Regions from separate parts of the Mus musculus genome. Here all the other regions are linked to region 7. Evidence: chromatin contacts called from public promoter capture Hi-C and targeted proximity ligation data. All regions are on one chromosome and are shown on one strand. The core of a region is the stretch at or near the end of the contact, and the rest is flanking DNA. Distances in the headings are between cores, read along the strand shown. Region 1 holds the start of Peli3 (pellino 3). Region 2 holds the start of Actn3 (actinin alpha 3). Region 3 holds the start of Gstp1 (glutathione S-transferase, pi 1). Region 4 holds the start of Gstp3 (glutathione S-transferase pi 3). Region 5 holds the start of Bbs1 (Bardet-Biedl syndrome 1 (human)). Region 6 holds the start of Mrpl11 (mitochondrial ribosomal protein L11). Region 7 holds the start of 2010003K11Rik (RIKEN cDNA 2010003K11 gene).

Evidence for each region. Promoter capture Hi-C pulls out the DNA fragments that hold promoters and counts their contacts.
Region 1: a targeted proximity ligation map of pancreatic cancer cells shows a contact between it and region 7. A contact is called at or near these places in 12 of 39 promoter capture datasets (the 3T3-L1 cell line, the SN4741 cell line, cranial neural crest and 8 more), 3 of 484 Hi-C or Micro-C datasets (B cells, bone marrow-derived macrophages and cerebellum), 7 of 130 datasets of targeted methods (the NIH/3T3 cell line, T-cell acute lymphoblastic leukemia, bone marrow-derived macrophages and 3 more) and 1 of 9 other capture datasets (liver).
Region 2: a contact with region 7 is called in a targeted proximity ligation map of bone marrow-derived macrophages, with 4 times the contacts expected there. A contact is called at or near these places in 6 of 39 promoter capture datasets (the 3T3-L1 cell line, the C10 cell line, HPC-7-derived erythroid cells and 2 more), 5 of 484 Hi-C or Micro-C datasets (cortical neurons, embryonic stem cells, nephron progenitors and 2 more), 13 of 130 datasets of targeted methods (the NIH/3T3 cell line, the SCID.adh cell line, SST interneurons and 9 more) and 4 of 9 other capture datasets (adipose tissue, liver, macrophages and 1 more).
Region 3: a contact with region 7 is called in a targeted proximity ligation map of pancreatic cancer cells. A contact is called at or near these places in 1 of 39 promoter capture datasets (hippocampal neurons) and 1 of 130 datasets of targeted methods (pancreatic cancer cells).
Region 4: a targeted proximity ligation map of pancreatic cancer cells shows a contact between it and region 7. A contact is called at or near these places in 1 of 39 promoter capture datasets (pre-B cells) and 1 of 130 datasets of targeted methods (pancreatic cancer cells).
Region 5: a contact with region 7 is called in a targeted proximity ligation map of the NIH/3T3 cell line, with 9 read pairs. A contact is called at or near these places in 13 of 39 promoter capture datasets (the 3T3-L1 cell line, the C10 cell line, the HPC-7 cell line and 9 more), 14 of 484 Hi-C or Micro-C datasets (the 63-12 cell line, the HL-1 cell line, cerebellum and 7 more), 9 of 130 datasets of targeted methods (the NIH/3T3 cell line, embryonic basal ganglia, fetal liver and 5 more) and 4 of 9 other capture datasets (adipose tissue, embryonic stem cells, liver and 1 more).
Region 6: a promoter capture Hi-C map of embryonic stem cells shows a contact between it and region 7, with 5 times the contacts expected there. A contact is called at or near these places in 20 of 39 promoter capture datasets (the 3T3-L1 cell line, 3T3-L1-derived adipocytes, the C10 cell line and 14 more), 24 of 484 Hi-C or Micro-C datasets (B cells, the Ba/F3 cell line, adipose-derived mesenchymal stem cells and 13 more), 12 of 130 datasets of targeted methods (the NIH/3T3 cell line, craniofacial prominence, embryonic basal ganglia and 7 more) and 2 of 9 other capture datasets (embryonic stem cells and macrophages).

What each region holds. Positions count from the first base shown.
Region 1 is chr19:4,941,300-4,944,745 of GRCm38.p6, forward strand. Peli3 (pellino 3) reads right to left here and starts at 1,793. Exons shown (of 7, transcript NM_172835.3): 1 at 1,639-1,793; 2 at 461-613. The coding sequence starts at 612.
Region 2 is chr19:4,876,333-4,879,619 of GRCm38.p6, forward strand. It overlaps Actn3 (actinin alpha 3), which reads right to left and starts at 1,577. Exons shown (of 21, transcript NM_013456.2): 1 at 1,379-1,577. The coding sequence starts at 1,522. Zdhhc24 (zinc finger, DHHC domain containing 24) reads left to right here and starts at 2,336. Exons shown (of 3, transcript NM_027476.3): 1 at 2,336-2,697. The coding sequence starts at 2,417.
Region 3 is chr19:4,035,971-4,039,468 of GRCm38.p6, forward strand. It overlaps Gstp1 (glutathione S-transferase, pi 1), which reads right to left and starts at 1,942. Exons shown (of 7, transcript NM_013541.1): 1 at 1,893-1,942; 2 at 1,615-1,650; 3 at 1,320-1,426; 4 at 1,134-1,221; 5 at 718-821. The coding sequence starts at 1,893.
Region 4 is chr19:4,058,193-4,061,477 of GRCm38.p6, forward strand. Gstp3 (glutathione S-transferase pi 3) reads right to left here and starts at 1,255. Exons shown (of 7, transcript NM_144869.3): 1 at 1,232-1,255; 2 at 1,067-1,102; 3 at 543-649; 4 at 337-424. The coding sequence starts at 1,232.
Region 5 is chr19:4,905,284-4,908,347 of GRCm38.p6, forward strand. It overlaps Bbs1 (Bardet-Biedl syndrome 1 (human)), which reads right to left and starts at 1,344. Exons shown (of 17, transcript NM_001033128.3): 1 at 1,273-1,344; 2 at 859-935; 3 at 702-736. The coding sequence starts at 1,319. Dpp3 (dipeptidylpeptidase 3) reads right to left here. Exons shown (of 18, transcript NM_133803.2): 18 at 1,946-2,514. The coding sequence ends at 2,339.
Region 6 is chr19:4,960,731-4,963,982 of GRCm38.p6, forward strand. It overlaps Mrpl11 (mitochondrial ribosomal protein L11), which reads left to right and starts at 1,576. Exons shown (of 5, transcript NM_025553.4): 1 at 1,576-1,785; 2 at 2,149-2,244; 3 at 2,596-2,689; 4 at 2,776-2,935. The coding sequence starts at 1,663.
Region 7 is chr19:4,496,912-4,500,134 of GRCm38.p6, forward strand. 2010003K11Rik (RIKEN cDNA 2010003K11 gene) reads right to left here and starts at 1,672. Exons shown (of 2, transcript NM_027237.2): 1 at 1,333-1,672; 2 at 1-703. The coding sequence starts at 1,608. The coding sequence ends at 605.

The sequences.
Region 1 (3,446 bases), core at 543-3,042, 440 kb after region 7:
AAAGCACAGGAAAGTTTGACAACTTGCTGAAGTAGAATTGGAACCTTTTGTGCAGAATCAGAATTCTTTATCCCACACTTACACACAGTAGGTGCTTTACAGACTCTTTTTTTGCTATTCTTTTTCTTAGCTGATTACAAACTGTGGTGAGCAGCTTTAAGAATTGCCTCCGGCTGCTGGTTGTGGTGTATACCTCTAATCCCAGTACTTGGGAGGCAGAGACAGGTGGATCTCCGAGTTCAAGGCTACCCTGGTCTACTCATCAAGTTCCAGGCCAAGGCTATGAGAAACCCTGTCTCCAAAACAAAACAACAGAAATGGGTTTGATCACTTTTGCTCTTCTTCTGGGAAAGTGGCAAGAAGCAGAGAGTCCTGGGAGAGCAGCCGGTGCACACTGTTATCTTGGCTGACCTGAGGGACAGTTACCCAAGCACATCACTCCTGGACTAGGGAGGCTCACCCCAGAACGATGAGTTCACCATACTTGATGGGCTCCTCGCCTGCCAGTGCTTCTTCACCAGGACAAGACAGGATGCAAGAGCCCTGGCTCCCCGGGTGCTGGAGGTCTGAGGTCCGGGGGGATCCCACGTCAGGGTTTCCTTCCAGCACCATTCTGAGCACAGTGGGAGAAGAGAAAAGAACCTTGCAACTTCCCACCCCAGCTCCTCTCAGGCTCTGGCTAGACACAAGGCAAGAATGGTCCGTCAACACTTGTTATTATAACTACTTCCTTTCCCCCAAATGGTGAGGTTGCTGGGATACCAAGGAGGGAGACTGGTGAGACAAGACCAAGAAACAAATGGCAAAATCAGAGTCAGAGTGTTTGGTCGGTTAGAGCAATATACCAACTTTGGATGGAATGTGTTTGGCAGAGGGGCAGCCAGGACTTAAGAGACCTCTAGACTCAGACTTAATTCCTGGCTTAAGCTCTTAACCCCAAGACCTCAGTTAAGCTCTCTGTCAGGTTCTTGGGTGTCTGTCTTCATTCTAATCTTATTGCCCTTTTTGCAGCAGGTCTAGGCCTCTGTCAGTCTGTCTGTTCTCAATGACTCTCTGTCCTCCCAGCACGTCCTTTTCTGCCTGTTCTCGCCCCACTCCGGTCCCTACTTCTATCCTTCCTCTATCTGTCTGCCTTTGTCTTACCACCCACCTGACTCAGTCTCCCTATCTTAGCCTGGCAATGCAGGCAGGCCTCCAGATCCCTCCCTCCCTCAGGTGTCTGTCTGTGGTCCTCAGGCCGCTTAGGTCTCTGGAGGCCTGTGGGGGCGGCGCTCCCCAGTCGGGCACCTCCTGCAGCAGAGTCAGTCGCCCGCAGGCTGTTAACAGCCCCAACGTTGGAAGGTCTGCGCAGAGGCAGGCCTGCACCCCGTGCTCGGGAAGGGCACAATGACAGCATACGCAGATACACACCAGGCGGCCCCTCACAAATACGCGCGCGCACGCTGTCAGTCCCGCGGGCAGTGCCTAGACTGGCACAGCATACCCAAGAACTCCTACGGCAGAGACGCGCCTCCGCGCTAACAGCCACAGGCGCCAGCCCTCAGACCCGCTCTCTTAACCCCGCCACCCCCAGATACTCAAACACGCCCCCAACGCACGCCCAACACAGCCCCCCGCCCCCCACCTCGCCAGCCTCACCTGGCGGCGTTCTGGGGCTCTCTGTGTGCTGCTGGCCCCCACCCGCCTCACCTCTACTGCGCCCCGGGACTGCCGCGGCGGGATGGGCCCGGCCCGCGGCTGCTCGGTGCAGCCTCGTCACGGGGACACCCGAGGCCCGGAGGAGGGAGGGATGTGCACACAAACCTCCACGCCCCACCCCTTGCCCCACGCCCCGCCCCGGCTCCGCCCCTAGAGGCCCCACCTTACCCCGAGGCTCCGCCTCCTGCGGCTTAAGCCTGGCTGTAGTCTGGGAAGCCAAAGAGGTTGTCTACAAGACCCCTCTCTTATTCCAGGCTCCGGACACCTCACCCTCATTCTGGGGTCTTCTAGGTTCTCCCCGAGACCGGAGCCTCCTTTCACACAGTAATCTAGAGGCTCCTTTTCCCAACCTAAGACTAGCGACTGCCCACCCGCTGCTCCAAGACCCCGCCTCCTTTATGGGGAAATCTCGGAATTACAGAGAAGCCCAGAGCAAACAGAGGGAAGGAAACTACTAGAAGAGGCGGAGGAAGGTGCATCACCCGTGGAGGCTGAGGAAAGCCACTGCGGTTGTCTCGAGTGCAGATCTGTCTTTCAGTTCAGCGCGACCACTTTCTCTCTGTGCAACAATCAGTGAGCTCTGGCCTCCTTGGTGTCCAGAGACATGAATCACTGACCTCCCCTCCCAACAGCATGCTTCTATCCTTTGCAAAGCCTCAAAGGAAAGCCCACTTTGGGGTGCTCGGTCCCTCAGGGCCACAGGCTTTCTTCTGTCAGTACCAGGCTCTCTGGGTTGAATTTGGGCAAATTAAGTCCTGTAATCCTTGGAAGGCGGGTACGATAATTGTGGCCTGTCACCCCTGTCCCCGATGCCACAAAACAGATTTACAGAAATGGCTTGCTACAAAGGAACCAAGAGAGGATCTGGCCCATGGCTTCATACACCTTGATAAACACTTTACCACTTACCAACATCTCCAGCCCTTGAACGACTCATTATTTTTTTTATATTAAATCTATTTTCATGTATATGAGTATTTTGCTTCCGTGTATGGTTGTGCACCACTTGTATGCCTACCTGGTGCCAACAGAGGCCAGAAACTCGAATTCTCTGGGACTGGAGTTACAAACAGTTGTGAGCCACCATGCCAGTGCTAAGTATCAAACCCAGAGCTGGGCAGTGGTGGCGCAAGCCTTTAATCCCAGCACTTGGGAGGCAGAGGCAGGCGGATTTCTGAGTTCAAGGCCAGCCTGGTCTACAGAGTGAGTTACAGGACAGCCAGGACTATACAGAGAAACCCTGTCTAATAATAATAATAATAATAATAATAATAATAATAATAATAAAAACCCAGGCTCTCTGAAAGAGCAAGCAGCCATTGCACTTAGCCACTGAGCCATCTCTAGTCCCCTTACTTTGTTTGCTTGTTTGTTAGTTTTGAGAGTCTCACTGTATACCCCTGAATGGCCTGGAGCTCACCATGTACATCATCAGACTAGCCTCCAAAAAGCTGGAGTTAAAAGCAAGGGCCGCCAAACCTGATGAACTCCTGACTTTGAAAGCTGCCATGAACTAGAGATGGACTCAGTTGTGCAACTACCAAACCCAGACACTATTGCAGATGCCAAGAAGAGCTTGCTGATAGGAGTCTGATATATAGCTGTTTCCTGAGAGGTTCTGCCAGTGCCTGGCTAATACAGAAGTAGATGCTCACAGTCATCCATTAGACAGAGCACAGGGTCCCCAATGAAGGAGCTAGATGAGGTACCCAAGGAGCTGAAAGGGTTTGCAGCCCTATAGGAGGAAC
Region 2 (3,287 bases), core at 327-2,826, 380 kb after region 7:
GGATGGTTCTGATACTTTAGATGACAAAGGCAAGAAAGAGACTGCCAGCTGTTGTGGTGGGAACACACAGACTGTGATCTGGGAGGGGGAGGGAGAGGGGGAGGGCTGTTGAGGAGCAAAGGGCAGCTGGAGCCAGGGGCAGGGATGACATCACCCGGGGATTGCAGGAACTCAGGGACCACAGCCATGCTTGGAGACAGGTGCAGGGGGAGGGGGAGGGGGCTGGGGGGGAGGGTGGATCATCCCAGGCCTCATTCCATTCAGCTCAGGCTTCTCACCCCCCCCCCCCCCCCCCGCAGTCAGCTCCTGTCATCTAACACAGCGGAAACGATCTGCTTGTAAATTCTGGGGTTCTCAGGTCTGCAATGCCCTCTACTTTCCTAAAAGCACGCACAATTGGCAAAAGGCAGGTTCCATGGCTTCATGGTGCTCACCCTAAGCCTGGCCTTCAGAACCCCAAAAATTCCTCAGTTCGGATGGAATCATTTTCTCTTCAGGGAACCCAGGTGTCCTGCTCCCTCCTCTTGGTAGCCAGGGGTGAAATGATCCAGGGAAGGAGGGGGCAGTGCCCTGCAAGGCTGAGCCTGGGCAATGGCTGCCCTCATGGCCCTCTTGAGCTCCCACAAAGGCGCTGCCTCAGCACAAGTGTCCATGTGGGAGCCTGGGTTAGGTTACTGGTAAGGGGAGCCGGGGCTCCCCTCCTCCTGACCTTCTGGCCTTTTCAGCAGACTCAGGGCTTCTAGACAGGGAGGGGAATCTTGGGAAAGAGTGGGGTGAGGCAAGGAACAAAGACCCTCAGATGGGGGCATTCTTTTCTTCCTCAGTACACAACAGGCTGCCTGCCTATCTGTGCCCTTTTCTGGGCCTCAATTTCCTCCATTGTCAAGCCAGTAGAGGGATCCACCCATAGCAGAAGACAGAGTAGAGGATGGGAAAGAATATGAGACAGCTGTTCTCTCCTACACCCCAAATCCACTGGTTGTGTGTCTGGCATGTTCTCCTCAGGATGGGGTCTAGGGATACTTAACTGGAGACTAAAGGAACATAACTTTCTGAGAACCCCTCACCTCCCATCCAAGAATGAGTTGGGTCTCTTGGACCTTGTCCAAAATCCACTTTCACCAACACAAGAGGGGCAGTGGGCTTAAAGTTATTGGGGAGTCACTGAGGGACTCCACGGTGTCCTTGATATCCTAAATCCCTATGAGAACTCTTCTGATCTTTGAGGACAGCATATAGCTGGTGGGCAGAGCCTGGTTTGGGGAGCTGCACTCTAGATTACAGCCAGGCTCTGACCTTGAACTGCCCAGATGCCCGAGAAGAACTGCCTGGCCTCCCAGCCTCAGTTTTTGCCTTTGGGAAATGGGTGAGCACTCACTTTCCGCTGCTGTTTCTCCCAGGCCGGGTCCAACAGCAAGTCGCGGTCCCAGTCCTCCTCCTGTTCCATGTACTCGCCGCCCCCACCGCCAGAGAAGGGCCCCTCCCCGGCCCCCAGACCCTCGGGCTGCATAACCATCATCATCTTGCTCAGGCTCTTGGCTCCGCTCTGCTTCACTGGGCGAGCTCCTGCACACTCAGGCCGGGTTAAGTAGGGCCCGGTCCAGCCCCCAGATCGGGTTCGTACTAAATATGGGGTACGTGGGTGGGGCCAGATAGGGGGCGAGGGAGGTTGGGAACTGGACCAGAGAAGAGATTGTGCTGGAGTCAAAGATTGCGGAATCGCGGGGGATGCTGGGATGACTACTGGCCTAGATAGTGGGTTCGCATTTTAGCTCTGTGGTTAACTTGCTGTGTGATCTTGGGACAGCCATGGACTTTGTTTCCTCATCTATTAAGTGGATTCCAAGTGGTGGCTGTAGGCATCCTAAAGGCTGCCCCTTGGACCTGAGTCTGTCCCTCCTAAGCATTGCGCTCGAGAAACAGACCCCTATTTCTATTTCACAGTCTGTAACAGCAAGTCAACAAGTTGTTTGGGGAGTTTTCTAGGGTGATGGAGACACCCGAGCATGGGGAAAGGCTCAGGGCCAGATGATAGGGCCAGCCAGGTCTATTAATACCGGGGCGGCTGTAGAGGAGTGTAGGGAGAATGTGCTGAGCCGGGAAACCCCGACGCCCCGGGGGCTGCAACTCAATCCTCATGGAGTGGCAGCAAGCCACACCAGGGGCGGCTACTGCAGTACGCTGGGCGGACTGCTTCTTTTTGACACCTGGGCAGCATCACCAATCAGATTTTCGAACATCTGGTCAGTTAGCCAATCACTTCTCCGTATCTGTGGCCCCTCCCTATAAGTCTGGCGCGCGCAACGCACCCCCTGCGGAGCTCCTATTGGTTGCAGGAGACGTCAGTTCGCTGCTAGGCCCTCCCCAATGCGGAAGCAGTGGGATCCCAGCGATCGGAAAGCCGGTGGGTCCGACCATGGGGGAGTCCTGGGCAGCTCGGGGCGCAGAAGGAGCGCCCGCGCGGATGCCACTGGTACTCACCGCGCTGTGGGCCGCCGTCGTGGTCCTGGAGCTGGCCTACGTGATGGTGCTGGGGCCTGGGCCACCCCCGCTGGGACCACTGGCCCGGGCCTTGCAACTGGCGCTAGCTGCTTATCAGCTGCTCAATCTGCTGGGCAACGTGGTGCTCTTCCTCCGCTCGGATCCCAGCATTCGGGGGGTGATGCTGGCTGGCCGCGGCCTGGGACAGGGCTGGGCGTGAGTGTTGGGCTCCGGGAGTCGGCGGGCAGAAGCAGGGGGTCTGGTGGTCGCTGGTACCAAGAAAGGACCCAGAACTTGAGGTGTCAGTAACCAGATGACGTTAGCATCCGGGTTGTTAGAGCCATAGAACTCCTTTAGAGCCTGGCACCCGCTACTTATTCATTCAGATATTGAGCAGCCACTGTTCCTAGGACTCAAGTGAAAACAGATGCCCGACCTCCTGGAGTTGATTTCAGTGGCGGAAGGTGCAGATAATAAAGATAATAATAAGCCAATAAAAAAAAAGCAAATTGCGTAAACTAGATGCTCAAGAATGATACAGAAACAAAAAACAGAGCAGGGTAAAAGAGGCGAGAAGTTATCTTTATTATTTGTGTCTGTATGTGTGATGTGTGTCCGGTCCCAGGCGCGCATGCCGGGGTACACAGGTGGAGGTCGGAGGACAATTTTCGGGAGTTTGTTCTCTCCTACCACGTGGGTTCAGAAGAGTGAACAGGCCATCAAGTCTGCGAAGCAAATGCCTTTAACCACTGAGCCATCTCTCCAGCATAAAGTTTCAATTTTAAATAGATGGTCAATTTTCAGTA
Region 3 (3,498 bases), core at 692-3,191, 460 kb before region 7:
GTCACAGTGCCCTGGGCACTGGACTCCTGCTGCCCTGTAATGAATTCCAGATATACCCCACCCCCCAGGGACATGGCCTACCACTACCTACTTCCTGGGCTGCCTGGTGTCAGGAGACTAGCCACCACTGTGCCTGCTGCCAACACCCAGGCTTTGACCAGGTCTCAGTCACTTCAGCTGCTAATTCTTTCTTACACCATTCAACCACTCCATCCCTTCTATGCTCTCCCTCCCTACCATAGGCTGCCCTGGACAGCTCACAGTGTAGCTCAGGCCACCCAACTACTGTGATTGCAGGTGTGCATTACCACCCCCAGCTAAGTTCTCTGGTCTTTATCATAGTAAAGCTCTCAGAGCTGGCACCCTGAGGATCATTCGGAGCTTCACATTTAAATCCAGCCATGAACAGACTCTTCAACAGCCCCACAGAGTCCAAGCCAGCTGGTCCAAGGGCTTTAGGACCTGGCCTTCTGCCCCAGCTCTGTCTCTTCATGTTCTGCCCCTATGCACACACCCACACACGTGAGGGCACACACACTCTTCCTATCTGCACCCGCTGACCTCTCCTGAAGCTGTCTATTGGCCCTCTTTACAGTGCCCCAGACTGCCCTACCCTGCTTCGGGCTCTGATACAGGAAAGGAAACTAGGGAGGCAAAAATACACAAAGCTCCTTTGCCCATCGCTCCCAACCCCCACTCCCCGGGATCTAGGCTCACATAGTTGGTGTAGATGAGGGTGACATATTTGCCGCGAAGGTCCTCCACCCCATCATTCACCATATCCATCTGGGCGGCCTCCCTCTGGTTTTTCCCATAAAGCCCTACGGGTTGAGAGAGACAGCATGACTGATCCCTGATTTCCTCAGGCATGTGGCTGTTGGTAGGTCGAGGTCTTGGGGGAGGGGATATGGGCAGTCATGTGAGACCCGAGCTCATGAAAGGCAACAGGAAGCCATGGCAGGCAGACCACAGATGCAGCCTGAACAAGAATAATCTCTGTGTGTCCCTGTTTTGCTCTGTCAACTCAAAACTAAAAAGGGAGTGGCCAGCTGGGCAGATACCCCCTGAAACAATAACTGATACCCCCCCCACCACCCTGCCCACCAGCTGGACCACCTGGGTTCAGGACTTACCCAAAGAGCGGCCAAGGTGTCTCAAGATGGCATTAGATTGGTAAAGGGTGAGGTCTCCATCCTCAAACTTGGGGAGCTGCCCATACAGCTGGAGGGAGGAACAAGAACCTTGGTGATGCTGCTGCCTCCCAGTCACAGCCCTCCTAAGGCCCTACCTCTGCCCCCTCCACTACGGGTGTCACTCACACAAGTGGGCTTGAGCAAGCCTTGCATCCAGGTATCTATGGTAACCACCTCCTCCTTCCAGCTCTGGCCCTGGTCAGCCAGCAGCATTCGCATGGCCTCACACCGCCCTGTATGGAGTCAGGGTAAGGATTTGGGGACAGCATTCAGGCCCAGCCTCAAAGCAATTTCAAGTACAAGGACCACTTGCAACCAGAAGGAGAATAAAAAATGAACTGGAATTTCTTCATGGAGGATAGGAATGGTGGGCTGCAACCCCTACCCCAGACCTCCCCTTCCTGCAGTCATTTGGTCTTACCTCGAACTGGGAAGTAGACAATGGTGTATGGTGGCACTGGGGTGGACAAGAGAAGAATGTTAGGTAGAAAAGGGGTAATGATTAGGTTTCAGAGTGGTACACTTTCCCACCCCATCTCCCGGGTCCCTTCTCTGGTTTGAAACGCCTCCCCATCCCCCACCCCACGCCCCAGGCTCCTGTTGCAAGCTGCCCGGTGCAAAGAGCGCCAGTCGTGAGCGAGCCCAGGCCCCGACAGCTGCAAGCTGGTTGTCCTGGGAAGCTGTGCGGAGCGGACTCACTGCCTGCTGGGTGCGGATTCAGTGCTGCGTAGACAGAGGGGTACTCAGAGTGAGGACGCACGCGTAGGCCACCGGGCCGCCAGCCTTATAAGGGGCATCGCGCTCCGCCCCGGATGCTGACTCAACACGTTGGAGAGAGAAGCCGGTAGCGGAGCTCTGCAGCTCCCGCCTCCTGCCGGGGACACTCGCTTGTGGGACCCGAGTCTGCAGCGGTGCTGGGTTCATTTTTTGGTCCTGCTCCGAGAAGGGTGTGTCCAGCTCCCTTCCACTTTGTACTGGAGCTGGACAGCTTTCTGCAGCATGTGCAACTCTGTCAGCCTTTTGCCTGTCCCCATCTACCAACCTCTGTAGTAGATTCCACTAGTGGCCATCCTTAACTCACCAACTTCTTTCTCCTCCCAAAGAGCTTCATTTGATCATTTGACCTTCGCCAGGAGTAATCAGAAAATTGTTATCCTAACTCCTCACACTCGACACAAACACCAAATAAATGATAAAAATAAACGAGACTAACAGGGTTGGAGAGATGGTGCAGCAGGTAAAGTACGTACTACACAAGTTCGAGCACCTTCTTCTCACCTCAGCACCTACATAAAAAGGGTGCAGCACGCATACAGAATCCCGACTCTAGTCCAGGTGGTGGCGGAGGCTCTCATCTTTAATCTCAGCACTCAGAAGAGAGGCAGGCAGATCTCTGTGAGTTTGAGGCCAGCCTGGTCTACAGAGTGAATCTCAGGACAGCCAAGGCTACACATGAGATTTTTGTCTTAGGAGAAAAAAAAAAAAAGGAACCCCAGCTCTGTGAGAATAGGGACAAATCTTGAGTTTTGTTAGCTGACCCGTCTAGATGAACAGGTAGGCTCCAGGTTGAGTAAGAGACCCTGTCTCAAAAAAATAAGGTGAAGAAAAAAAATTCATCTGTATGATTCTCCACCTTTAAACAGGCCAATCCAAGCCCCACATAACATAGGTGCACATTTACTGAATCTGGAGTCTTTATTCTGTTATGACATCTCTGTATTGTGTAAAACTTTCATTACATAAAACTGAATGATTTTTCAGTTGGTTTAAAAGAATCACCCCTAGTGACATCTTTTTTAAAGATTTATTTTATGTTTGTGAGTACACTGTAGCTGTCTTCAGACACACCAGAAGAGGGCATCAGATCCCATCACTGATGGTTATGGACCACCATGTGGTTGCTGGGAATTGAACTCAGGACATGTGGAAGAACAGTCAGTGCTCTTAACTGCTGGGCATCTCTTCAGCCCGATAATCCTTCTAATTTTAACTCTCAGGGCTAGTAAGAACAAGACAAAAAAAAAAAAAAAAAAAGAAGAAGCAAACAAAATCCACTAAAAGTTAGATTTCTGTTTAGATAAGATTTTATCTTCTCCTCGGTGTCTTACTTACTCTGAGAACTCTTGTTAACTCACCTTGGCTTGTATGTGTAGGGGGCAACAAAACTCACGTATCACCAGCAAGGTAAGCAGAGGCCCTCTGTACAGTTTGTGACCCTCCACCAGGCCAGCCTCGGGTCACAGTTCCTTAGCCCATCCAAAGCCAGGGAATTAGCTCTGGCCTGCAGCCAGGTGTTGAGTATTCC
Region 4 (3,285 bases), core at 5-2,504, 440 kb before region 7:
GGTCAGCGGGCAGGCAGCAGGCTCAGGTTCTGTACTTGTCCCTACATGTCCACTCAGTCTCAGCCTGGGTCTACTCTCTAACCTTAATTGGAGGTCTTCCCTGCCTACCTCTGGGATGTCATTAGAAAAATGATACAAGTTGGAAACTCACAGCCCTGGCTGTACAGACAGCGACCGCCCAGCAGCACACCAGTAGCCTTCTGGAACCTGGGCCCTGCATGATCCTCTAGGGTGACCCAGGTGGGACATTGGTGGCTGCAGGTGAGGCAATTCAAAGCCCCAGGACATTTTGAGGAACATCTCAGGTGTCTCTCAGGGCTTGGCTTCTGGACTCACCGAAGGAGCGGCCCAGGTGCCGTAGGATAGTATTGGATTGGTACAGGGTGAGCTCTCCATCCTGGAACTTGGGGATCTGTCCAAACAACTGGGAGAAGATCCCTCTGTAAGGGGTGCTGAACCTGGCTGCCCCCAATCCTAGACACAGCACCCTAAGGCTGCGCCCCAACCGAATCCCCAAGGGGGAGAGGGAGACAATTACTCACACAGGAAGCCTTGAATGTGCCTTGCTCCCAAACATCCAAGGTCACCACCTCCTCCTTCCAGCTCTGGCCCTGGTCAGCTAGAAGCATGCGCATAACCTCACAGCGCCCTGTATGGGGGTGCAGGATGAGGACACAGCGAAGAGATCTACTCTCAGAGCATCCTGGGAGAGTTTGGGAGAGTGGAAAGCTGACAAGAGGACTACACTAGCTTGGGAGCCTCATAGGGAGGGGAGATATGTGGTGATAGAGGCCATGTCCTAACATTATCTTGGAATGCGAAGACCCAGCCCCACCATGGCACAGGGAAGGAAGGAAAAGTGACAGACAGTGCAGCTATCTACGGAGGCTAAGAGGGCAGTCCTGGCCCCACCAACCACAACTGTAGTCCTGCCCCAGGTCTCTGTCCCGGCCCGGCCCCAATACAGTCTTGGTCACGCCCTTCCTACACCACTGTTGGGGATTCCCAGGAATGACCCAGAAGACTATTGTTTGTGCCCTTCGTCTTGAAAGTGCTGAGGCCACACCTCGGGAAGGGAAATAGACGATGGTGTAAGGTGGCACTAGGAGAGATAGACAAAAAGCACGATGAAGGAGGACCTTGCCTGGGCTGCAGGGCCAAGGAGCGGTTAGTAGCAGGGGTGAGGTGGGGGTATAATTGCCCCCGCCCTTGCCTCCAGGTTTCTCCTTACTGTTGGGCGGATACAGTGTGGTGCAAGCTCAGCAGGAAGAGAGGAAGTGATCGGGGCCTTATATTGACAGGAAGACTCCACCTCCTCAGACATCCCACACTGCCCCAGAAACAGACCAAGTCCTGGTGTTCAGTGTACCAGCTTCCTGGCAGACGTGGTGGGGGAGGGCAGACTCACCTTTCTATCTGTGGTGCAATATGCTACTGGAGTTTTGCAAGAGGCACACATGGTCACATGATAAGCCTCCCACTTAACACGCCCAAACCACTCGGTTTCTTGTGTGCTCAGGGGTTTGGACAGTGCCTTATATGCAGGTAGGCCTCTACCAACAGTACATGGTATAATAATAAGTGCTCCTTGTAAAAATAAGGCAATGTAGAGGAGCCGTGGTTAATCCCAGCACTTGGGAGGAGGCAGAAGCAAGAGGATCTCTGAGTTCAGCCCAGTCCGTCTGGTCGACAGAGTTCCAGGACAGCCAGGGCTCCAAAGAGAAACCATGTTTATAAATGACAAAAAATAAATAATAACAATAACCATAATAATGGCAGTGTCACCTGGAGTGATGGCACACACCTTTAATTGCAGCACTCAAAGTACAAAGGAAGGTCGGGCGGCACGCCTTTAATCCCAGCACTTGGGAGGCAGAGGCAGGCAGATTTCTGAGTTCGAGGCCAGCCTGGTCTACAAAGTGAGTTCCAGGACAGCCAGGGCTATACAAAGAAACTCTGTCTCGAAAAAAAAAAAAAAAAGTACAAAGAGAGGCAGCCCTTTCGAATTCAAGGCCAGACTGGTCTACAACCAAGATCACCAAGCCAGCCAGAGCTATATAGCAACCAAGCCAGCCAGAGCTATATAGCAAGAGCCTGTCTTTTCAAGAAAAGAATAAAGGGATTTAAAAAAAATTTTTTTAAAGATTTATTTATTATTATAAATGAGTACACTGCAGCTGTATTTAGACACACCAGAAGATGGCATCAGATCTCACTATGGGTGGTTGTGAGCTACCATGTGGTTGCTGGGATTTGAACTCAGGACCTTTGGGAGAGCAGTCAGTGCTCTTACTCGCTGAGCCATCTCACCAGCCCTAAAATTTTTTTTAAATATTTATTTATTTATCACATGCAAGCACACTGCAGCTGTCCTCAGACACACCAGAAGAGGGCATCCAATCCCACCACAGATGGCCGTGAGCTACCATGCAGTCGCCGGGACCTGAACTCAAGACCTCCAAAACAGCAGCCAATGCTCCCAACCACTGAGCCATCCCTCCAGCCCCCCCTTTTTTTTTAAATAAAGGGATTTTAACTAATGAACTATCCCCTCCTCTCTTGGTGATGCTATAACAGAAAACTCTTAGCAAAGAGTTAAGCCTTACATGTACCAGTCCTCAAGGCTAGCACTGTTCCTTGTTTGTAGAGAAATTGAAACAAAGAATTGACGTGGCATGCCCAAGGTCACTCAGCTAGTAAACAGGATTTAAACTTGTTTGGTCTGGTTAGTTCCCTGGGAACCTCATGTCTGTCTGTCTGTCTTCTATCTATCATCTATGCATCTGTCTATCTATCTATCTATCTATCTATCTATCTATCTATCTATCTATCTATCTATCATCGACACTGTGCTTCTCTGTTCTCTGTGTAGCCCTGGTTGACCTGGAACTTGCTCTGTAGAGCAGGCCAGCTTCAAAACCATAGAATGCCACCTGTCTCTGTCTCCTGAGTGCTGGGATTTAAGGAGTGTGCCAGTACTGCCAGGCTGGGAACCTCACTTTTTAAATCCATTTTCCCCCTTTGATACCTTTTTGTTGAAGGGAACAGACTATGTCACTTCACAATGTGCTTCTGTAACATAAACCGTACCACTGGAGCAGGGCATGACAGTGCAGAGCTGGACTCAGTGCTGTGAGCACCAGGATGGAAGGTGCTGAGTGAAGCTAGCCTGGGCTGCATAGGGAAACTGAAAGATTTTCGAATTCCCGGCCCATGTACCAAATGAAAGACCCTCGAGGGAAGACCCTCACTCAGACACTCAAGTCCCGGGACAGCCGCGTACCC
Region 5 (3,064 bases), core at 94-2,593, 410 kb after region 7:
GGATCGCCCTGTTTCTATTGCCCAAGTGCTGTGATTAGAGGCAGGCACTACCACTCCTGGCCCTCAAATTATTTTTTAGAAAATCATATGTCAGCAGGGCAGTGGTGAGGCATGCCTTTAATCCCAGCACTTGGGAAGCAGAGGTAGGCAGATTTCTGAGTTTGAGGCCAGCCTGGTCTACAGAGTGAGTTCCAGGATAGCCAGGGCTACACAGAGAAACCCTGTCTTGAAAAACAAACAAACAAAGACAAAAAAAAGAGAGAGAGAGAGAGAAAATCGTATGTCTTGGTACTATAAATCCACAACATCTTGCTGTTTAACCTCTGCAGATCATGTTATAAAATTAATGTTCACTTTCCAAATTACTAAGAAATTCTGGGGTTAGAGAGATGGCTCAGCAGTGAAGATCACTGGCTGTCCTTCCAGAGGATCCTGGTTCAAACTCCAGCACCTACACGGCAGCTCTCAACTGTCTGTAAATCCTGTTGCAAGGGATCTGAAACCTTACACAAGCACACACACAAGCAAAGCACCAACGCACACAAAATAAAAATACATCGTTAAAAGAAAGAAGTTGCAACGAAGTGTGCCTTTTTAGTACTGATGAGTTCCAGAGTATGTTGAGCCTCTTTGCAAATCTCACTTCTGAGTGTCACACACACACACACACACACACACCACTCAACTTTCTGATTGCCTACCTTGTACTCCCCATCGCCATGCAAATCTGCCAGTGCTAGAAAACACAAAAGGGTCGAAAAGGAGTCTCAGAATCTCAAAGATTTCTCCATGAAACCGTTCCCTGTTCCTCCCATCCTCCTAGAATCTGGGTGTCCCTAGATATGTCTAGAGACTCACACAGGCAGGAGGAGAAGGTGTGGATGTTGGCCATGGGGTCGTAGTGTGCGTCCAGCCATTTAGAATTGGCTTCGTTGCTGAGAGGGAAAAAAGATAGTTGGAAAGTGAGCCCCATGACGAAATAAATAAATAAATAAATAAATAAATAAATAAATAAAATCTCTAAGCGAGATGACGCCTGAAACAGAGCACGAACATCGAAAGGATAATACCAAGTCTAGATCTGAGCTCAATTGGCGCCCGGAGTGACCAGCCAATCACATACAGATACTTCTTGGCCATCAGCTTTCTTCTGATTTCTAAAGGGCCCTCCCAGAACTTCCACCGCTGCTCGAAAGCAAGAGCCCAGAACCCGCTACCAAGCACCATCTATTCATCTGAGGGAAAGGAAGCGGTGAGGATCCGGGACTTAACCTCTCAGCTCGCCCGCTGTCAGAATCCGATGAAGACGCCGCAGCCATTTTCCCAGGCGTCGCCTTGGCAACCAGCTCAGCCATCGCGCAACACCCAATAGAATCCGGGCATCCGAAAGCACAGGAACAAAGGTTCCGGGGTAAAATTGTCCCGGCTGGGACCAAATAAGCACTGGTTTCCTTGTCCTATGCAATGTTGACTTATGGTTTCTGCATTAAAGACAGGGGCCTGGGCTTTGAGGCCTGGGGAGGAGCGCTTTTTAGGGATTAAGACTAGACTGAGAAACAAATTAATGGGTGAGGATCTCATGTTAGTGTGTTACGGTTCTTTGGCTCCGGAAACATTTGAAAGTACAAGAGTGCTTGCTGCTCTTGCAGAGGACCCTGGACTGCTCAGCACCCACATGGCAGCTCACAATTCTGTAACCGTAGTTCCAGGGCATCTGATGGGGTCTTCTGGTCTCTGCTACCACCACCACACCCATGAAGAAAATGCACACGAACACACAAATCTTAAGAAATATGTCACAAAGAAGAGCTCCGGAACACGTTGTGAGTTTGTGCATTCCTTTGGAAATGATATTCAAAATCTTATTGTGGATTGGAAGCCTAAAGTGATGTAGTGTGCCCTCCCCTGGCTTTGAACTGGAAGAGAAAGAAACATACACTGCAGAGATGGTGGTCGTCATATTTATTTTTCTGGCTATAAAAGTAATACACGAAGAGCGCTGGATTTGGTGAGAATGCTTTGAGCCCTGGCTCTGTCACATGCCACCTGCCGGGTCTAGAACAGTCACTTCTCAGAATTGCCACCTTCCCATGTGGAAAACCGGACTAGGCACCCTGTTGAGCTCCGGCCATAGATGGCAGTGCAGATCCAGAAACTGAGGACATACGGTAAACTGCAAAGTGCTGACAAATGGAAGGGGTTCGCATCACCACCCTCAGCTGAGGTAGCACCAAAGTCCAAGCTCCTGCCCCTCCCTCCCCTGACTCCTAATCACACACAACTCAGAGCTACTGACAGCCCTGGTTTGACAAAGAGGGGAGAGACCACACAGATCTTCTCAAGCCTGGCCAGGTGGGGCCTCCTGGGCCTGGTTCCTCCAGAATCGGGCATCTGCTGCAGCCAGCTGGATAAGAACCTCCTCCAACTCGGGCCCATCCTCGGGAAACCGCTCACAGAAGGAGCGGATGAGACCAGCGGCTGAGGCCTCATACTCCACAAGTTGTACTTCTGAGCCTGGGGGATGGAGAGAAAACAGCAGCACAGAAAGATGTAGTTAGGGGCGGCGAGTTCTGAGCGAGCTCCGGCACAAACTGTCAATGTTCAGGATAGTTATCTAATTACCTACATCAGAATAACCCTGCCAGGAAGGCAGAATTACATGGGGGGAGACTTAGACTTAAATGAATTGCCACTTGACCTCATCCTTCCCTCAAGTCAAGATTTAAATCATGTCTGGCATGGTAGCACACACCATAATCCCAGCACTCAAGGAACTGGGGGAAAAGGATTATTAATTTTAAGGCTAGCCTAGGAAATCCTGGTCTCAACAAAGCCAACATAACCCCAACAATCACTAATAAAAATGACTGATAAAAGCACTCTGTCAGGGCTGGAGTGATAGCTCAGGGGGTTAGAGTACGAGTGGCTCTTGTTGAGGACTCTGGCTGCTCTTAGCCTGGCCTCCCGCACCCACACTGTGGCTCACAATCATCTGTAATTCCAGCCCCAGGGGATCCAATGCCCTCTTGTGGCTTCCAAGGGCACTGCATGCACATGGTACATA
Region 6 (3,252 bases), core at 326-2,825, 460 kb after region 7:
GTGATTAAAGTGTTTCCTGAAAAAGAGTCAGGGCCAGAGGCTGGGTCTTAAGAAACCCAGGTAAATGCCATCTGGGCATGGTGACATCCCTGTAGTTCCAGGCCAGCATAAGAACTCCAGAGCAAGCTGGTTAACAAGATGAACCACTGGCAAGCTCTTAGTTTGAGTAAGAGACCCCACCTCAGAAGGGCAATGGAAGAGGATCTTAACATCAGCCTCGGCCCTTCTCGTGTGTGTACACATGTGCAAATCCACACACACATTCACCCACACACACGCAAAAACGTACATTGCACACACAAGGAAATGGTAGAGGAAAGAAAAAAATGGAGGTTTGTGAGAGGCGGTTTAGAGGAAGATGATAGAATTTGAAGTGGTATGCTACATAATAGGCTGCCTGGTTGTCTGGAGAGGAATTATTTTTTAAAAAGGAAAAGAAAAGGAAAAAAAAAAGAAAAAAGAAACTGGAGAATTCCCCTCGAATCTGAAGGATCGCAAACAGTGAGTTAGTGGATAGTTCCTTCGAAGTAGTCTCAGTCTGGAGACTGGATCAGAGAACTTTATATCCTGAACTGTTGGAGAAAATAATGGAGCATTCAACCTACAGTTATTGGAGCTTTGCAGCCACGTGTGGTCAGGAAGAGTCTGTGAGTCAAAGAGTCCTACCAAGGCCATTGCTACTACCCTAAAGTGCCTAGATACACAAGATTGCTCTAGGGAGGGATAATAAAGGCTTCAAACACCACCTGGCTCAAATACCATTCCCTAAAACGCAAGTAATAATCAGGAATCCTGGACAGAATAGAGCGGGATGCGGAGTTCTGAGACACAAAAAGTCATCTTCCAATGAAAAAATGAAAGACGGGGAAGCAATAAAGTATGCCTAATAAGCTAGTGGAAAATCAGGTTTGACTGGGATGAGAATTCACAAACTTAGCATTTCAAAAGCGCGGGGAAGAGCTTTTCCCTTTGTATAAATAGCGGTAAATGCCTTCTTGGTTCAACGTGTGTTACTGAGCTGTCACAACAATTCTGAAAGGTACCTATAATATTCGCGGTGTCAAAGATTTTCATAGGTAACAGAAACAGTAGCCTAATCCTAGCTCTAACTCTTTGTCTAGCTATGAATCAGGTTCATAGCCAGCAAGAGCAGCAGTCTGCCATTTCATTTCCCGTCTATAATCATATTGCCTTCCATGAAAAACCACATGAGGAAACAAAAGACTCAAGGGATTTTGCATAACTTGCTCCATATCAAACGCTAAGATATCACTGTGTCCAGCAGATGGCAACCCAGAACACGGCCAACAGCAGGCGCAGGATAAGGCGCTGAACTACATACCCACAATGCTGTGCGGAGACTCAAAGTCCCGAACTCCTGTTTGGCTGTCTAAGGTGATGCCTGTGCGCACCGCTGAGGGATTGTGTGTACTGAAACCATATAGGTTCTCGTCCTGCCTTCAGAGCGCAAAGTTCAATTAATTCTTAAATTCCGTAATTGGTCTTTAGTTGGAGAGCTGTATGCCTGAAACAAGACTGCTCTTTTTTGGTCTCATTTACCCTAGCCGAACACGAGGGCCCTTCACCTCTGACCCAAAATGGCCGCGCCCAGAGCGTAGTTCTTTGCTTCTCCGAGGCGAGCTAAGATTAAAATCCTACATCATGTCCAAGCTAAGCCGGGCCACTCGGACCCTCAAGAAGCCCGAGGCCGGCGGCGTGATCCGGTCCATCGTGCGAGCAGGCCAAGCTATTCCTGGGCCTCCACTAGGTCCCATCTTGGGTCAGGTGCGGTGTGCGGAACCCGGCCTGGGAGACGTGGGAGAGTGCGCTGGAGCCGGGGAAGTCTCCTTTATAAACGTTGTCTCCACTATTCACACCTTCAGGCCTTATGTCCTTGTATTACTTACGGAGCCTCTTTTGACCTCAGCACCTCTGACCCCCAAGTTGGCTAGTTGCTGATTAAGTGGTACCTTGTGGACGAATTGCCTGGCACCCAAAGCTATAGAACCAGAGTAGAAGAAATATAACAACACACACCCATACCCCCGCCCCCCCCCCCCACACACACAAAGATGAAAGGACAGGGGCTCCTGGTTGGTAGAAAGCCTTCAGCTCCCATACTTAACTTTGTGTATGCGTTCCTTATAGCGAGGTGTCTCTATCAACCAGTTCTGCAAAGAGTTCAACGAGAAGACAAAGGACATCAAAGAAGGCATTCCCCTGCCTACAAAAATTTTTATAAAGGTAGAGAGACCCATTCTCCCATATATTTCCTTGGCCCTTGAAACTAGTCACTCTGGTTGCTTCTCTGACTCTTAACTTGGTTGCTACCTTCCACTTATCATTTAAACAGAAGCCTAGACCATAATTTCTCTGAACTGGCTTGATCCTGCCATATTGTGGTTCTTACCTCTCATCTCACTGGGGCTTCCAGAGGAGATTTGGGCTAGGAATAAAAATGGCAGGGATGTGTGCTGTAGATTTGTTTTTCTGTCTTTTGTGGTGTGCAAGTTGGTGGGAGAAGGAAAGGGACATTAGAAATGTCTTGGACTGGATAGAAAACCAAGAAATTCTCATGTATCTTTGTCTGTTAAGCCCGACAGGACATTTGAGCTCAAGATTGGGCAGCCCACTGTTTCTTACTTTTTGAAGGCAGCTGCTGGGATCGAGAAGGGGGCCCGGCATACAGGTAAGGACTAGAGTGGGCACCTGAGAGTCTGATGTATCCAGAGAAATGTAGTGGCACTTGAAGAATTCTTTGCTCCTTCTTCCCAGGGAAAGAGGTGGCAGGCCTGGTGAGTTTGAAGCACGTATATGAGATTGCCTGTGTCAAAGCTAAGGATGATGCTTTTGCCATGCAAGATGTGCCCCTGTCTTCTGTGGTCCGTTCCATCATTGGCTCTGCCCGTTCCCTGGGCATTCGAGTGGTGAAGGAGTGAGTATCTTGAGAGGAATCCAAGTAAGTTCTTCATTTGGGAGGAAAGCTGAGAAGGCCCATTACAGTGAGGTGGTTGGGCTTTATTTGTTCTTCTTAATTTATAGCCTATGTTAGTTATGCATATTAAGCTTCATTGTGACATTTTCATACATGTCTAGCAGATTCTAGCAGAAGGATATGGGTTGAAGCCTCATCTTGTTTGGAATATATTTCATAAGCACCTGTTCTGTCCTGGACATGGATCTGGGCACTGGCTAGAACCAGGAATGGCCAGTAGTGCCTGGCCACTCTGGAGAAATGTGTAGTCCTAAAGG
Region 7 (3,223 bases), core at 422-2,921:
CCTGCTTTCTTCATCGGGATATCATGAAGTCCAAAGGCAGCCATATGCATGTTTGGGCTTCTCAGGCATATAGCAACCCCCCCAGGACAGTCCAGACATGGTCCTAGCCTGTGAAGGCTCACAGTCTATGAGGGAGGCCCAAGCCTTGGCCAGTCACTGGCAGCTGCCCAGAAAGCCATGTGGAGCTTGGCCCTGGGAGCAGGTGATATTCAGGAAGTTCTCAGCCTTTCTTTGGCTTCACTGAACTCTGACCTGGAAGTGGGTGGCTGGTCTTTGTGGGGCCAAGGGGTCACAGTTGCTACTCTCATTTCTGTGTAGGTCCCTAAGACCTTCATAAATGCCAGTCCAGGGAGTCTTTAAACCCAAAAGGTAGAGAGCCAGGTATTTCCTCTTCAGGCCTATGGAGATCTTTGCTAAGAGATAGGTGCCAGAACCAAGAAGAGCAGCCACATGGGGGCTTTGAATGATCTGGTGGCAGAGGCCTCCTTGGGTCACAAGACAAAGTTCAAAAGCTGGAGCAGTTCAGAGTCCAGAAAAGCCATGCAGGGGCAGATGAAAAGACACAGGAGCAGAGCCGGTGGAGTGAGGGACAGTCACAGCAGCTTTAGTTGTTGGTGTCCAACAAGGTCTCTGGGGAGGCTGGTTGACTCAGGGTCACACTGGGGAAGCTGGCGACAAAACTCCTCCACCTTCTTTTCACATGCTGGAAGACCAAAGTAGGAGAAACATCATAGCAGTGGCTTCAAGTGGTGTTCCACTCACAGCCACCAGGTGGGGGTAGAGCCATGAAAGAGAAGCTAAACTCCTGGGGGGAGGGGAGACCCTTCCCCCTGGGACGAAGGGCCAGGAGGGGTGGGGCAAATCTACTCTTCATCCTGTGTGAGAGGTACAGACGGTAATTTGCCAGAAGTTGCATTGGCCAATCTGCCTGCCTCCTGCTCTAGTCACCCTTGCAACATAGTATTACATTAATCATCTTAATACAGCTCTCAGAGCCTTGTGTGGTAATATATGCCTGCACTCCCAGCACTCAGAACACTGAGTAGGATCAAGAGTTCCAGGCCACTCTGGGCTACTTATCGAGACCCCATCTCAAAACAGAAACAGCTCTGACCATATTCCACCCAGACCCCATTTGCCCACCCTCCTCCAACCTTCAGTGAATCCCCAGTGCCCACAGGGGTGAGGGGAATCACAACTGCTTTTAGTCAAATGCATTCAATTCCTGGGTATTTTGCTTGGCTTTCCTCAGGTCAGCTGTGCTCTTAACCCTTTGCTGCCCGGAGTCCCCACCCTTCCCCATGAAAGTGATAATTCAGTTTGAAGCCACACCTGCTGGTACTGTCTCAGCCACCGCCGGCTGCCTCCTCCTCTCTGGCCTTGGATCAGCTGTTCTTTGTCTCCCAGGGTCCCTGGCAGCCGCTCCTGGACAGAGACCTCCAGCCCTTCCGTGCCATCGGGGACCTGCGACCTGGACTTCTCACGGCCCAGTCTGAGGCTCAGTGCTCTGTGGAGTCGGCCATCCAGAGACCTCCCCTGGGACTCATGGAGCCTCCCATAGGAGGGCCGGGGTTCTCTAAAGGACTGGCTACGCAGGCTGGTCCCCATGATCCTAGAAGCTAGCACTGGTCGGTAAGCCACTAGCTTTGTGAGATGGCCTGGTGCCTTCACTCATATGATGGGAGATCACCTGTAGACAAAGGTCAGTGCTGCTGAGGTGGCTGTCATAAACCAAAGGGCAGGCCACAGAGGCCAAATATCTCTGAGTCATTCTCTCCATTGACTTCTCACCCTGTGGGACTATACAGCGCAGGCTGGCTTCCAGCTCGGGATCCTTCTGAATGCTAGGCTGGTTCCTATTGTCTTCCCTCCTCCCTCCAGACAGCCTTCTCTGACCACACCACCCTGGAGACCTTGCCGGCCTCCTCTGGCCTTGGCCTTGGCTGGCCGTACCACTCATCTCATTGACATTAAGCAAAGATTACTTCTACAACAGGACAGAGAACAGAATAGCTTCATTCTACAACAGTCAAAACCGTAACTACCAGGGTGAAATCGGGTAAGGCAGGGGCTGGACAGTGGACGGTACTTGTTTTCATGGCTCCAGACCTTCAGTTTTACAAGGTGAAAAGTGCTCTGGAGGTCAGCGGCACACATCCAAAATCGTGACCTGCAGGGGCTGGGGGGACGGCTCACTCATAAAGTGCTTGCTGCACAGGATCTGGGTTGGGTTCCCTGGTACCCCTGTGGAAAGGTGGATATGCATCTGTCATCCCAGACCTGGGAGAGACAGGAAACTCTCTGGGACTTGCAGTCCCTGTCTGAGCTGCATTGGTGAACTCCTGACCCAGTGGGACACACTGTCTCAAAAACTAAGGGGAAGGAGTGGTCGAGTGGGTACAGGCACTTGCTGACAAGCCTGACAACCTGAGTTTGATCCTTGGGATTCACCTGGTGGAGAGAACTGGCTGCCACAGGCTTTCCTCTCTCCACCACACATGCGCTGTGGCTCTCAAGAACACACAATACACACACACACACACACACACACACACACACACACACACAAATAAATGTAATTTGAAAATGTAAAAAGGTGAGGCCAGGCAAGGTGGCTCATTCAGTGCTCATGCCAGGGGAATTTCTGTGAGTTTCGGCCAGCCTGGTCTACACAGCTAGTTCCTCTCTCAAAAACTAAGAGGAAAAAAATTAAAGGTAGAGAATGACAGAGGAAGACACTTAGTGTCAACTTCTAGATTACACACATGTGTGCGAGTGTACACACACACACATAATCCCTTCACACACCATACAGAGACACAAAGAAAAAAATGACCTATAGTAAATATTATCTCAGTGCCAGACTTTTGTCTTAGACAGGGTCTTATGTTGCCCAGATGGGCCTCGCTATGTGGCAGAGGATGATCTCGAATTCCTGATCTCTGCCCTCCTCCACCTCCTGAATTCTTGGATTACAAGTATGGGTCACCATGCCTTGTGTAGACAGTGCTGGGGATGGAACACTGATGCTTGTGCACGCTAGGCAAGCACTGTGCCAACTCTGCTACATCCTCAGCCTGGCAGGTTCTGTGTGTGAGAGTGTGTGTGTGTGTGTGTGTGTGTGTGTGTGTGTGAGAGAGAGAGAGAGAGAGAGAGAGAGAGAGAGAGAGAGAGAGAGAGAGAGAGAGAGAGAGAGAAAACAGGACAGTGCCAGGGTCAGGAG